Regions from separate parts of the Zea mays genome. Here region 2 is linked to region 1. Evidence: chromatin contacts called from public Hi-C data. All regions are on one chromosome and are shown on one strand. Each heading gives the region's core, a stretch centred on a gene start, on an enhancer-like site or on the middle of the called end of the contact. The rest is flanking DNA. Distances are from core to core; before and after follow the strand shown. Region 1 has its middle 8.5 kb from the start of LOC103627040. Region 2 has its middle 150 kb from the start of LOC103627040.

Region 1 (7,056 bases), core at 3,018-5,517:
GTACTTTGTATCTTCCAATCAACTATCACTGTCACTTTAGCTGGATCCACAGAAATTCCTCCTTTGGAGATGATATGTCCGAGGAAAGGTACTTCATCAAGCCAGAACTCACACTTGGTAAATTTAGCGTAAAGCTGATTATCCTGTAACTTCTGTAGCACCATCTGTAAATGTTCCTCATGATCACTATCATTCTTGGAATAAATAAGAATGTCATCAATGAATACCACGACGAATTTATCGAGATACTCCATGAACACCTTGTTCATCAAATTCATGAAGTAGGCTGGTGCATTGGTTAAACCAAACGACATGACGACCATATCGGGTAGAGAAAGTCGTCTTGGGAATATCAGAAGGCCTAATCTTCATTTTGTGGTAACCCGATCGGAGATCAATCTTCGAGAATACCCTAGCTCCTCTCATTTGATCAAATAAATCTTAAATATAGGGTAACATATACTTGTTCTTCACCGTAACATCATTAAGGGATCTATAATCCACACACATCCTTTGTGATCCATCTTTCTTCTGTACAAACAGAACCGGCTCCCCAAGGTGAGGAACTTGGACGAATGTACCCAGCCTCCTGTAACTCCGTTAACTGCTTCTTAAGTTCCTTTAGTTCTTCTATAGACATCCTATATGGCCGTTTAGAAATAGGAGCAGTCCCAGGTAAGAGATCAATGACAAACTCAACTTCCCTTTCTGGTGGCATCCCTGATAACTCCTCTGGAAAGACATCTGGAAAATCCCTAACCACACGGATGTTGTCACCAAAAAACTTCCCATCTAATAAGAATACCGCACGTCTGGTAGAGGTAGTTACTGTAATTTCAACTTCGAATCTTTCTCCTATAGAGCTGGTAAGTTCTACAGTTCCCTTAGCATAATGTATAATGGCCTTTGCTTTCCTTAACCAGGGCATCCCGAGTATCAAATATATACTGCTTTCTTCTAGTACTATGGGTGTAGACCATCTGGGTTAGAAACACATGGTAAGAAAGAAAGAATTGTAGACAAGGCGAGTAATTACGAGACATGTTACTTTGGGGGTTTTATTAGCTAAGTAGATTAGTGTGTCATCTACTAAAGCTAATACATTACCTTAGGGTTGTACATGCTAATATGCCCAACTATAATAGTTCAATCAATCAAAGAAGCAAATCAGACATTTGTCATCAGAACAATCAACCAACATTTTAGTAGAGAAAATAATTTTAATTTTTGTCTTAGGTCTCCTATCTCTTAAGAAGGCCATAAATGTAGGATTCCAAGGTGTGAAATCCATCTTGTCTTAGAGTAGAAAAGGTAAGAATAATCAGAGTAGAACAGTAGAAGGTGAGACAGGATCAAGATAAGTATAGAAAGAATCAGAGTAAGGTAAGTAGGTAAAGGTTTTGTACAAATCTATCTATGTTTCGTCCTACAGTCAACATTTCCTCTGATACCACTTCTGGCACACCCAGTTTTAAGGAATAAAGCCGGGTGCATCTCATATGTGCGCCAAGGAAGAACAACAAATATAATTACAGAGTGCATAGAGATAAATGTCATAAATATCACAAATGTACTTATTACATAGAGTAAGTCCTACAAAATAGATGATAAAAATATAAAACGAACTAAATATTATTTCCCTGGCGCCACAAAGCTGACTGGGAGACGCCACCTAGATTAAGTCGAATTCCTCGTTTGGCGGCTCCTCTTGAACCACTTGTTTTTCTCCTGTGGGGGTTGTGAGACAGCAAGGGTGAGCTCACATACGTTCATAGCTCAACAAGCTGTGGGGAATAATGTGCATGAACTCACCAAAGGTGGGAGTTCATGTGAAGTGTAAGGCTGATCAACAAAATAAAGGTTGAAGCTGAGCATTGCTTTTATAAATTGGTCAAAATTTTATTAGCAGTTACTAAGTGGAAGTAAATACCAAACCATAGTAATAATAAATAAAAGTAATAGTAAAATAATCCCAATGCGATGCAAATGACAAATTGACTTTAATTTCACAAATTAATCATGTGAGGGTCCGAGCTGCTCATGACCGTGAGCACGGCTAGTATACAAGTTTTACACTCTGCAGAGGTTGCACATCTTTACCCACAAGTCATGTTACCCATCTGCCAAGAGAAGGCCACTCCCATACACCTCTACCGAGGAGGCAAGGCAGGGTAACACTACGAGGCCTTTATAAAGTTCCACTAGCTTCAGAAAACCCGCTACAGTTTATAGGAAGCTCCAATGCAGGGATCCTCGCCTGACCGCCATCGCAGCAAAATCAACCCAAGGACCTCCCTACACTGACCACTCCCCTACTGCCCTTGCCCCTTTCGAGTAAGGTAGTCATCCACTAGCTTTCCTAATTAATCAGCCAAGGGCGTCCCATAGCACCCTTGTGGTAGCACTGTTTTCCCGGGTGGTCGCTCCATGTTCCAATTAACATAATGATCTAACATGAACAGTAATAATAAACTAATAATAAAAGTGTAATCATGAATAATGTATCTCCATACCCAAAACCACATAAAGCAATAGCAAGTACTACCTAAAAATTCAGTGGTAAACAAGGTATAAAGATAGTCAAACTAGGGTAACCTAAAGGGTCCCATCAAAATTAACCTATGCAGATCATTATGATTAATAAGAACATGATTGGGTAAAAAGAAGTGATCAAGGGCACAACTTGCCTTCAGCAAGCTCCTGCTCAGCAGTCTCCTCCTGCTGAACCCCCGGCTCCTCAGTGGCTGGCTCGTCTACTCGCAACAATACAAACACACATGTATAGCAAAAATTAACATCACACCAAACAATAGAACATAATACACGATAATATTCTACGCTGCGTAACGGGATCATAGGAACAAGAATTATTAAATTTGGAGTTACGGTTATTAAGTTATGAATTTCTAACGTTATTAGGTACTTAGAATGGATTAATTCCAATGAACAATTTTAACTCAAGTTTCATGGCTAAACAGAGCTACTAATTGATAGACAATGTTATTACAAAATAAATGCCATAGGAATGGATCAATTTGGAGTTAAAATGAATTAAATATGAATTTCCCAATTTTCTGGAATTATTTTTGAACTAAAAATCCATTTTCTAATTTCTTTTCCACTATTTTACTGCTCTCTGGACTATGCGCATTAATACATAATAGGTCAGGGGCTAACTCGTGAAAACACTGAGACACAGGGAGACTTCTGAGTGGACTGCGGGTTTATATGTACAAAGGATTGGGACCCTTTTGTAAAACGTACCCGCGAAGGGGTATTCTCTATTGTCAACCGTAGGATCTAGATCTTGTGGCTCGGATTAGATTACTCTGTGTATTAGGCTGCATCACTTGGAACCGTTGGATCATCAAGCGAGCGCACGGTTTAATCTGCCCACTTCGCGAACCGGTACGCGATACCCGCCCTCGGATCCGCGATACATGGCCCAGATTTAATTACGCAGATATCTACTCGGACCCCTCGATCCCGATCAGACGGTCCAACTCACTCCACACCCAATCGGCGCACGACATCTAATCTAATCCATCCAAAACCCATCTGACGGCGCGAGCCCTTCTTCCTCCCCATCTCACTACCGCACGCGGCGACACCGTCGGCAAGCCTATGGCGGCATCCCACCGTCGATGCCCGTGTCACCAGAGAGATCCCAATTGCACGCACCAAATGCTACGCCAGATACAGGGTGCGATGAATAACTAGAAGGGGCCTTACCAGAGTTTGGGCTATGTAGGGCGCTGTCCACGGAGTTGATCGACCTCACGGCAGCGCACAGCCTCCGACGAGCAATCGTGCAGGCGCGGCGATGTCAACGGTGAAATCAGTGGCGGTCGAAGCTTCTATGGGTCCCGACGCAGCGACAGAATGCTCCACGGCCGCCCGAATGCCCGTGGTTCTTGCGTTCGATGGTGGCGGACCGAGTTCTTGTTACCGCGGCGGCAATGGAGTTGGCGTTGGTCGTCTCAGGGTCGGTGCTAGTTTGTTGGAGAGGGGAGGGAGTCCAGGATCGAGCTAGTTTGTTCGAGAGGGTCGGATCCGAAATCTGGGGCACGACTTGGCCAGGAACGCGTGAGATCGCACGACGACCGCGTCGTCCGCCATGCTCGGCGATTCTATTGGGAGGAAGCGGATCGAGCTGACCGCCATGGCCCACCACACAGCGACTCACACGAAACACACGTGCCAGAGGTCTGACCAGCCGGCCCCGCTTGTCGGCGCTTTTGCACCAGAGTAAGGTGCACGGTCCGTCTGCCCGCGGGCCCGTGTTGTCAGTGTCCAGTCGTGCCCAAGGGATGGGACTTGGGCCACGCGGTACTGAGCAAGGTGGGCCAAGCAGGGAATTGAGCCCATCGCCAGTTTCCTTTTTTCTTTTTATTTTCTATTTTCTTTTCTTTCTTCCCAAATTCAATTTTCAATTTCCCCTTTAAATCCAAAGTTTGTGGCAATTTCATCTTCACATTAAATGTTTGGTTGAACATAGTATGGGAATAATGTATTTATTCATAAATTTATTTTGTTTTGTATAGTATTTCTATCATTCTTTATTATCTCCAATTTTCCTAATTTGCACCTTTGAGTTAATTCCAAATTCTCCTCTTATTATTATACTTTCATCCATCTTACTATTTTATTAAATGCACAAACAAACTAAACTCGAGCATGATGCACGGGTCATTTATGTTTTATTAGAGAATTATTCACTTTAAATATGCCCCTTAATGATTCTCATGAAATAGAAGGAAATACACATAAAGATTTATTCCTTTTCTTTTATATTACAAAAGTTGGGTATTACAAGGTGTTGGGTCTGATGTAGCCTTTCTCCAATAACTCGTCTATCTGCTTCTTGAGTTCCACCAACTCCGGTCCGGATACTCTGTAGGCTCTTCTAGAAATGGGGGCGGTTCCTGGGATAAGCTCTATGGCAAATTCAACTTTTCTCTCAAGTGTCATGCCTAGTAACTCCTTGAGGAACAGCCCAACCGGGCTGGGCCGGCCCGTTAAGCTCGCCCCGAAAATATTCACTGTGCCTGCATGAGCCCGCCAACGCATAAATCAAGCTTAAAATTATATCACCATAAAAATTGAACATAGTTATAAATAGTAATTGAAGGATATAACTAAATACAATAACATAAATTACAAATAATACACATTTCACATATAAATGATAGGCATTAAATAAAAAATAGAGCTATTTTTGCAATGTTTGCCTTATTAAACGGGTCGAGTCTTAGCCCGTTTAGAAACTAGCCGTGCTCGGGCTAGCCCGGCGGGCCTAAAACTTGGAATGAGCCCGGCACGCCACCAATGCCAGGCTAGGCCCGGACCCGTATAGAACCGAGTCGTGCCGGGCTCGGATTGGGCCCAAACAGCAGGTTTCGTCCCAGGCTCGTGGGCCTCGTGCTTATTGGCCATCTATACTCGTATGCGAGGTTCTATTTTTATGGAAGGAACAAGCGTGCATGCGGTTTTCAATTTTTATGGCATGTGTTGTTTCAGATCCAAAAATTAAAGCAGGTCCAAAAATTATAGCATATCCTAAAATTGATGTGCATGCAAAAAATATTCATGCAGGATGTTGTGTGTGCGCACCCCAGGTTTTGCGTAAAATCCTCACGTTCGAGCGTAAATAATGTCGGATATGGCATAAATGTTGTTACAATGGTCAACAAGATGATTTCTTATGACATTTATGGATATTATAAATCACGTGATTCTCTTTTATTGTGCATGTGGGACGCTGGTGGCAGTACGCACTTCAGGTTTGAGCGTAAACATCCTCAGTTATCACCGTAAATATCTAGCCAACGTGAGAGATGTTGATAACTCTGATGTGACGACCGTAAAAATCCTCAAGTTTGAGCATAAATTAATGTTAGATATTGCGTAAATGTTGATTCACTACATAAGGCTAGTGGTTAACACATGGATCAGATGATAGACAACATTTTCATCATCATGAAATCCTCAAATGGAATGCATAAAAATTGTAGTGGTCGACATAAAAATATCATAGGATGCATAACACATGGATCAGATGATATCGTTATTGGGGTATGCCCTAAAGCCACCGGATTGGAGGAGGCCACCGTCGAACGAGCCACGCTACCGCAGTGGCATCCGGCTCGTCGAAGCTCAAAGAATAGTCAAAGGTAGGAGGACGTCGTGTACATCAAGGGGTATATATATAGGGATGAGCTAATGGAAGCCCAGGACTTCCATTAGTACGGGAAGCCCTAGTCAGTTATACTCCGACGACTGTACGCGCGTGGGTTCTGGCTCGAACGGATTTCAGCGTAAAACGTGAACTAAAATAGCATAAATGAGTATAAATTTTAGCATAAATCGAAGAGATGTTTCGTAACAGTGATGGGTCCTGAAATTACGGCATGAAAATCGTGCACGTCCATTCATGCGCAGGTTCTGGCTCGGGCGGATTTCAATGTAAAACATGAACCAAAACAGAGTAAATAGGTATAAATTTTAGCATAAATCGTCAATTTGTTTCATAACGACTTGGGTTGGCTCGAATTACGGCGTGAAAATAGCGTGCATCTGATCGTGCATGGGTTCTATCTCGGGCGAATGTGAACCAAAACAGCGTAAATGGGTACGAATTTTAGCGTAAATCATCAAATTGTTTCTTAACGACAAATGGTGCCCAAAATTACGGCATGAAAATCGTACGCAGGTTATGACTCAAGCGAATTTCAGCATAACATGAACCAAAACTTCATAAATATAAGAATTTTATCGTAAATCATCGATCAGTTTCATAACGACGAATGGTGCCCAAAATTACAGCATGAAAATCGTACGCAGGTTATGACTCGAGCGGATTTCAGCGTAACGTGAACCAAAACTTCATAAATATAAAAATTTTATCGTAAATCATCGACCGGTTTCATAACGACGAATGGTGCCCAAAATTATAGTATAAAAATCGCGCATATCCGATTGTGCCCTGTTTCTGGCTCGTACGGATTTCAGTGTAAATGTGAACCAAACAGCGTAAATGTGTAGAATTTTAGCGTA
Region 2 (7,056 bases), core at 1,888-4,387, 140 kb before region 1:
AGCGCTGCTGTCGTGTGGCATGTGGTTCAGGGTGGGAGTCTTTCCACCAGGTATTGGTTTCCAGTGTAGGAGCGAATTGTTGATTGTTGGCAAATGTTTGGGAAATATTTGTACTAAATTTTATGCGCGCTAGCAGGTGGCTACACTCCATATCATGCCTAGTACATTTTTCTTCTTCGATGAAGGCAAGTGAATGTAGCGGTGGTTGCTACCGTTTTGACCTGTTACTTCTATCGCCTACACTCTAATATTCAGAATTATTGGATTCTTTCATAATTGAACTATAAGATGATGTTTTACTTGTTTGTATTATATTGATGCTCTATCATATATTGATGATGATTATGGTTCGAGTACGACCCATGAGATTAATTCACACCCCTGAAGGCAGATGAAGCATTATTTGAGGTTGGTATTGTATTTGAAGGCAGATGAAGTATTATTTGAGGTTTGTATTGTATCTAAAGGTAGATGAAGTATTAATTGAGGTTTGTATTGTATCTGAAGGAAGTGTAGTTTATTAATAAATGCAGCATGCCATATACATTGCATGACTCATTTGCATCTGAAGTTTTGTCGTGACCTATGGTCCGACCGTACCTGTACAACTTAGCATCGTAAGTTGCCCGAGGAGGGGTACGATGCGGCTTCATACCCTTAGAGGTATGAAGGCAGAGGACATATGCATTGCATTCATATGAATTCATTGAAGTGACATTTGCAGATGATGTGGTTTTATACCCTCAGAGGTATGAAGACAGGGGACCTACACATTGCATTCCTGTGCATACATTGAGTGATATTTGCAGGTATTGTTGACGCAGGGAAGTGTTATACAACCTATCGTGGTTGTTCTCGGAAATGAGATGGTATTGGTTATATTGGGACTACTGAGTTCTATATCTACAAGTATTTCTGATCTGATTTGTGATTCTTTTAGAATGTTGATTAATTCAATTTGTGGTTTAAATATCTCGTCAAAACAATTTGCTTTTTGAGATGTTTTATCTCACTCTTGCATTACTCAATGCAGGTGTTTGTTACTCATCATGGAGAGTGGGAAGTAGCAGCACATCCACCTTCACTCTCATAATAACGATGCCTAGGCGCAATCATGATTTAATTAGAAACTTCTTGTCAAAGGATGTTTGTTTTTAACTAGTCGTGCGCACTAGTTAATTCAGTTCATGTCGTTATGGTTGTGTTCCCATTGCTAGCAGATTATTAATGTCTATTATGTTTTCTTATCATGATATCTATTTATATTTTGTTGCTTCCCCATTTGTGCAATTTTCAAAGGAGATGTTGTCGAAATTTTATATATGAATGTTAGATGTGTAGTTTAGTAGCATTCTGGGGTATTTGTGAATCTCGGGGTGTTACATGCCCCTGATGGTGCAGGATTTGAAGTAGTGCAGCCCCATCTGGTCATACATACAGGGCGCCTTGTCCACCTTCGATTGTGCATGTCACACCCGGATTGAAGGGGTCCATAACCCGGGCGCGAACTTCACCAAAGGGTGCTAGGATCAAGTCTCACACATATGATGATTCACGGTACAGAAATGAATGTCACATCTTTAATATATAATGGAGTTCTGTACAAAATAGTTAAATAATTACATCATACGAAGACAACGATCCAGCAACCCAAAGTTGACTGCGAGACGACAGCCTAGACCACTCACGAACTCATCACAGCATCCTTCATGTGCCTCGTCCAGTGGTACCTGTTCTTGACCTGGGGGGATGTGAGTATAGCAAGGGTGAGCTCACATACGTTCATTGCTCAACAAGTTGCGGGGAATAATGTTCATGAACTCACCAAGGGTGGGAGCTCATGTGAAGTGTAAGGCTTACAAAAGGAGATGGTTAAAGCTGAGCATTGCTTTTAAAGTTGGTCAAAATTTTATTAACAGTTACTAGGTATAAGTAGATACCAACCCAACTAAATAAGATATCACAATTGATAATAACACTCGTGATGCAATGCATATGATAGATTAAGTTTAGTTCCATAAATTAATCATGAGAGAGTCATGAGTCGCTCTTGACCGTGAGCACGACAGATATACCAGTTTTACACTCTATAGAGGTTACACATCTTTACCCACAAGTCGTGTTACCCATTTTCCACGGGGTTGATCAAACCCCATACACCTCTAGCGAGGAAGAGAGGCAGGGTAGCACAACGAGGCCTTTCCAAAGTTCCACTAGTTCCACCCTTGTGGTAGCACTGTGATCTCAAGTTAAGCTCCATGTTCCAATTGACACAATAATCTTTTCATGAACAATAATTAAACAACAATATAATTGGAACATGATCACAGTATAACATTAATTTCCCAAAACCAGGTAGAGCAAAACCAAATCTACCCAATAGTTCATATGTTTGCAAGGCTTGGGAAACCTATTAGGTCCCACCAAATTAACCTGAGCATGTCACAGTGATTAACCAGAACATTATTAGGTAAAGAAGAGTGATCAAGGGCACAACTTGCCTTAGACTCGAGACTCCCAGGTACTCAGTTGGTCTTCAAGTGATTTGCAACCATGCTGCTATTCGTAGCAATACAAACAAACATGGTATAGGCAAAATTAACATCACACTAAACATAAGAACAAACTGCATAATAATGATCTATGCGTTGTAGCGAGAACCTAGGTTCGAGAACCACTAAATTTAGAGTTACGGTTAAAGAGTTATGGTTTTCTGAAGATTTAAGTGTTGGATATGAAAGAAACTAAGTGCATTTTTTATCTAGGTTTCATAACAAACTAAGGTTACCAGATGATAAACAATGTTATTATAAATTTAATGCAACTGGAATGAATTAAATTGGAGTTAAAATAAAGGAATCATGAATTTTATAGATTTCTAGATTTATTTCTATATCAAATATCTTTTTTAAATTAATTATTACCAACTAACCGAGACCAGTGGGTTGCGGCCACAATTTTATAAGAGCGCAAGGTTACTTTTACAAATGTTTGGACAATTATGTAACGATCCTAATATAGGGATGGACTGCGGGTTAATTCACAATTTCCACAGGGGCTCTTTAGCAAACTGGCCGAGCTAAAGGGGTACTGGTTTATCTCAGCCGCCCGATCTAGAATTTAGGGCACTGATTAGATCTAGGCGAACCGGTAGACTTCGTCTGATCAGCGTTGTTCGATCGGACATCCGCAGTCCAGATCTAAGCTCAACTCGATATAAGACAGCCACTGTAGGATTCAAGATCTATGCCCGGGATTTAGTGCTGGCCTGATCTACTCCACCCCATCGTTTAACGGATCTGCCCACATCTAATCTGAATCGCACAACCGAAGATCCACGGTCGCCCCACTCTTCCCCAACCCCGACACCTATGACGGCGGTGCAGAGGTCGTAGAGACGGGGCCTCGCCGGAGCGATGCACGTTGGGCACACACGCACGCCCACATAAATTGGACCGCAGCTACGCGAAGAGGAGACATCTGCGACCATACGGAGGGGAAGATTACCGAGAATCTTGCACACAGAGGTTGCTGGCCTCAGCTCTCGGCGGATCTACGGCGGCGCTGATTTCTTGGTGAGGAATTGTCGCCGACCTCCGACTCCCCGAGCCTGATTAGCTGCCCGCGCACGATCCACATGGCATGGGGGTCCTTCCCAGCCCTTCCATGAACGCTGGCGATAGCGAGCTCGAGAGGTAGCCGCAGTGGCCTAGTTTCCGTTGGGTATGGCGCATGGTGGTCTGGTTGGTGTCGCGGCCGCGATGGTCGTCGAGGGTAGCCCCGTCTTTATACCCCGATGCCGACTCACCACGCAGCTAGCGCACCGAGTTGGTTGCAACGGCACGCGCAATCTGCGCGGGGTCTGTTGTGCGAGCTCCGGTCGCTGCAGCGCTGGAGAGGGAGGCATGGTTCGTGGGGTTCGGTTGTCAGTGGGTAGCGTGCGGTAAGGAGCGAGTCTGGCACATGGGCCCTCCATGTCAATGTAAAGGGACGTCCAGAAGCGCGCGCACGGCTGGGCCACACGGCGCCGATAAGTGGGCCGAATCGTGGGTTTTGGCCCAGGCACAGTTGCTTCTCTTTTATATTTCTTTTTCTGATTTTATTTTTCTTATTTCAATTTCAAATCAAACTCAAGTCTGAATTTTAAACCCTTAATTTTAGATGCACAAATAGACCTCCAGTATGATGTGCACTAATCTATTTATTTAGTTACTTTATTTATTATTATTATGTTATTTAGGTAATGAAATACACACCATATTATTTCCATAGAATATGATTTTGGTTGTGTGGTCAGTTTAAAGATAGATTCCAAAATTCATATTCCTTTGTTTTGATAGAAAAACATTTTCAATGTCTAATCTTTATTAAGGTTTGATTTATCTAATATTATTTTATTATGACCATTTACTTTTAGAAAGAGGTGAATTCAAAAGTTCCATCATTTATCAAGGGTACTTTATTTATTATTATTATTTATATTATTATTTATATTATTATTTATATTATTATTTATTTTAAAGCATTTCCTTGATTCACCAGTTAAGATGTTGGGTGTTACAAATTCTACCCCCTTAAAAATAATCTCATCCTCGAGATTAGTAAGAAATGAATGTAACACTATCTTGTCTCAAAACATATGCACAATAAAGAACTCAGCACGATGCATAACTTATTACTAACACATAGGGACGAATAGACCTTATTACTATTCTTAAAATAATAAAGTACTAACTACTACCTAAGGTATTATTTAGGTCTTACAAATATTACTTAAAACATATATATATATATACTATAATCTTGTTGCTCGTTGACTTCTTCACCGGCTTCTTCACCTTCAATCGGCACCTCTTCCGGGTTTTCGGGTTCACTAAGTTCAGCTTCTGCTTCCACGTGGTTGACCTGACCTCGATTGACGGATAAGGCCTGACTCTTGCCTCCTGAGGCCTGACCTTGTTCATCGGAGCTGGAGTGGTGTAAGTAGCCCTGTTGGGACAGTAGTTAGCATAATGTCCAGTCTGTCCACACTTGAAGCATGACCTGTTTCTTGATGTATTAGGAGCAACAAGTCCTGATGATGTGTTTGCTTGTGGAGGAGGTGATTAGGTCTGTTGAGTCTGTTGCCCGGAACTGCAAAGAGTTGGTGTGCCTTGGGGTGCAGTATAACGGGGACGGGTACTGCTCCTAGCCTGTCCCTAGTTAGTAGCCTTCCTTTTTCTCCAAGCTCAACCCTCATGTGCTTCAGAGCGATAGCTTTGTCTAGCATTCTCTAGAAGGATGGGAATGTGTGCGTCATTAGTTGGTATTGTAGTGGTCCGATCAAACCCTCTAAAAAGAGCTGTTGCTTTTTCTCATCATCATAGACCTCACCAGGAGCATACCGGGATAGCTGGATGAATTTGTCTCTGTATTCGCTTATGGACATGCCTCCCTGTTTGAGGGATAGGAACTCCTTCTTTATTTTCATGAGACCAGTAGGAATATGGTAATTCCTGAAGTGAGTGGAGAATTCTGCCCATGAAATGGTGTTAGCAGCGGCGTAAGCATCGCAATATGCATCACACCAATCTGCAGCAGGGCCAGTGAGGTGACCCGATGCATATAGCACTTTCTCCCTATCAGTACACTGGGCTATGTTGAGCATCTTGTCCATGGAGTTTAGCCAGTCGTCAGCTTGCAGTGGGTCGGAGAAGTTGGAGAATGTCGGTGGCTTATGACTCATAAACTCCTGGTGCTTATCCCTGGGTGGAGCTGGTGGTGGTGGAGGTGGTAGTTGCTGTCGTTCCTACCATTTTTGGCGCATTTCTTGACGTTCTTGCCGTATTTTCTATCGTTCTTGATAGATCTATGCTTGCATTTCCGTCATCGTGTTGCCATTTGTTATAGTAATCGCATTTGAGCAGCAGCCACGTCATCAACAGGCGGGGGATTTAGGGGATTCATTTTTGGTTCTGGATTAGCTACAACCCTTCTTCGATGAATTCGTGTGAGTAGATCAACACCTCCTCCCCTCCTGGTATTAACCATCTGGGTTAGAGACATATGGTAAGATAGTTTTGCAAGGGGAATAATTTAGTAGGTAGAACAGGTAGCCTAGTAGCTAGTCATAAATTGAAGGGTCTTAGGCAGAGCATTGATCTGTTGTTTTGCGTCTATGTCGGGTTAACTATGCTTATAAGATGAATCTCCATGGATAAGATAGAATCTACTAAGATAGATATGTGATCCTAGCTACATTTTAATGGGGGATAATCTAGGTTGTCTAGTTATTTTATAAATATTTTTTTCTATGCCTAGAGGTATATGCAGATGCAATTGTGGACATTACTCCACAACACTCAATCAAAGAACCAAATCAAACAGTTATCATAAGAACAAACATTCAAGCGTATAGATACTTACAAAATAATTTTGTTTTTGTTCCTAAGATTAGGTCTCCTATTCCTAAAGGTCACTTTCGGTACAAGATTTTAAAGTGTGAAATCCGCTTTTGTCTTTAGAGGTGAAAAGGTAAGAATAAATAGAGTAAAGTAGCAATAATTGAGAAAAGATTAAGAAAACTTCAGAATAAATCAGAGTAGCAAAGGTAAGTAGGAAAGCGTTATCCAGTTCTATCTAGGTTACGTCCTATAGTCAACATTCCTCTGATACCACTTCTGTCACACCCAGATTCATTGGGTCCAAAACCCGGGCGCGAACTTCACCAAGTGTGCTAGGATCAACTCTCACACATATGATGATTCATGGTATAGAAATGAATGTCACATCTTTAATATATAATTGAGTTCTATACAAAATAGTTTAATAATTACATCATACGAAGACAATGATCCAACAACCCAAAGTTGACTGGGAGACGACGACCTTTACCACTCACGAACTCATCATAGCAAACTTCATGCGCCTCGTCCAGTGGTACCTATTCTTGACCTGTGGGGATGTGAGTACAACAAGGGTGAGCTCACATACGTTCATTGCTCAACAAGTTGTGGGGAATAATGTGCATAAACTCACCAAGGGTGGGAGCTCATATGAAGTGTAAGGCTTACCAAA

Evidence for each region. A called contact is a pair of places that touch in the nucleus more often than the background predicts.
Region 2: a Hi-C map of bundle sheath shows a contact between it and region 1, with 2.5 times the contacts expected there. The contact joins two enhancer-like sites. A contact is called at or near these places in 5 of 25 Hi-C or Micro-C datasets (bundle sheath, ear, endosperm and 2 more).

What each region holds. Positions count from the first base shown.
Region 1 is chr5:151,596,437-151,603,492 of Zm-B73-REFERENCE-NAM-5.0, reverse strand. No RefSeq gene overlaps it. Among protein-coding and RNA genes, the nearest start is that of LOC103627040, 8.5 kb to the right of the region's middle. Within about 2 kb of position 4,267, at least 17 of the 20 cell types and tissues checked have an H3K27ac peak or open chromatin away from gene starts, as enhancers often do. A contact at or near this core is called in bundle sheath, ear, endosperm and 2 more, where this site is marked.
Region 2 is chr5:151,738,987-151,746,042 of Zm-B73-REFERENCE-NAM-5.0, reverse strand. It overlaps the pseudogene LOC103628555. Among protein-coding and RNA genes, the nearest start is that of LOC103627040, 150 kb to the right of the region's middle. Within about 2 kb of position 3,137, at least 20 of the 20 cell types and tissues checked have an H3K27ac peak or open chromatin away from gene starts, as enhancers often do. A contact at or near this core is called in bundle sheath, ear, endosperm and 2 more, where this site is marked.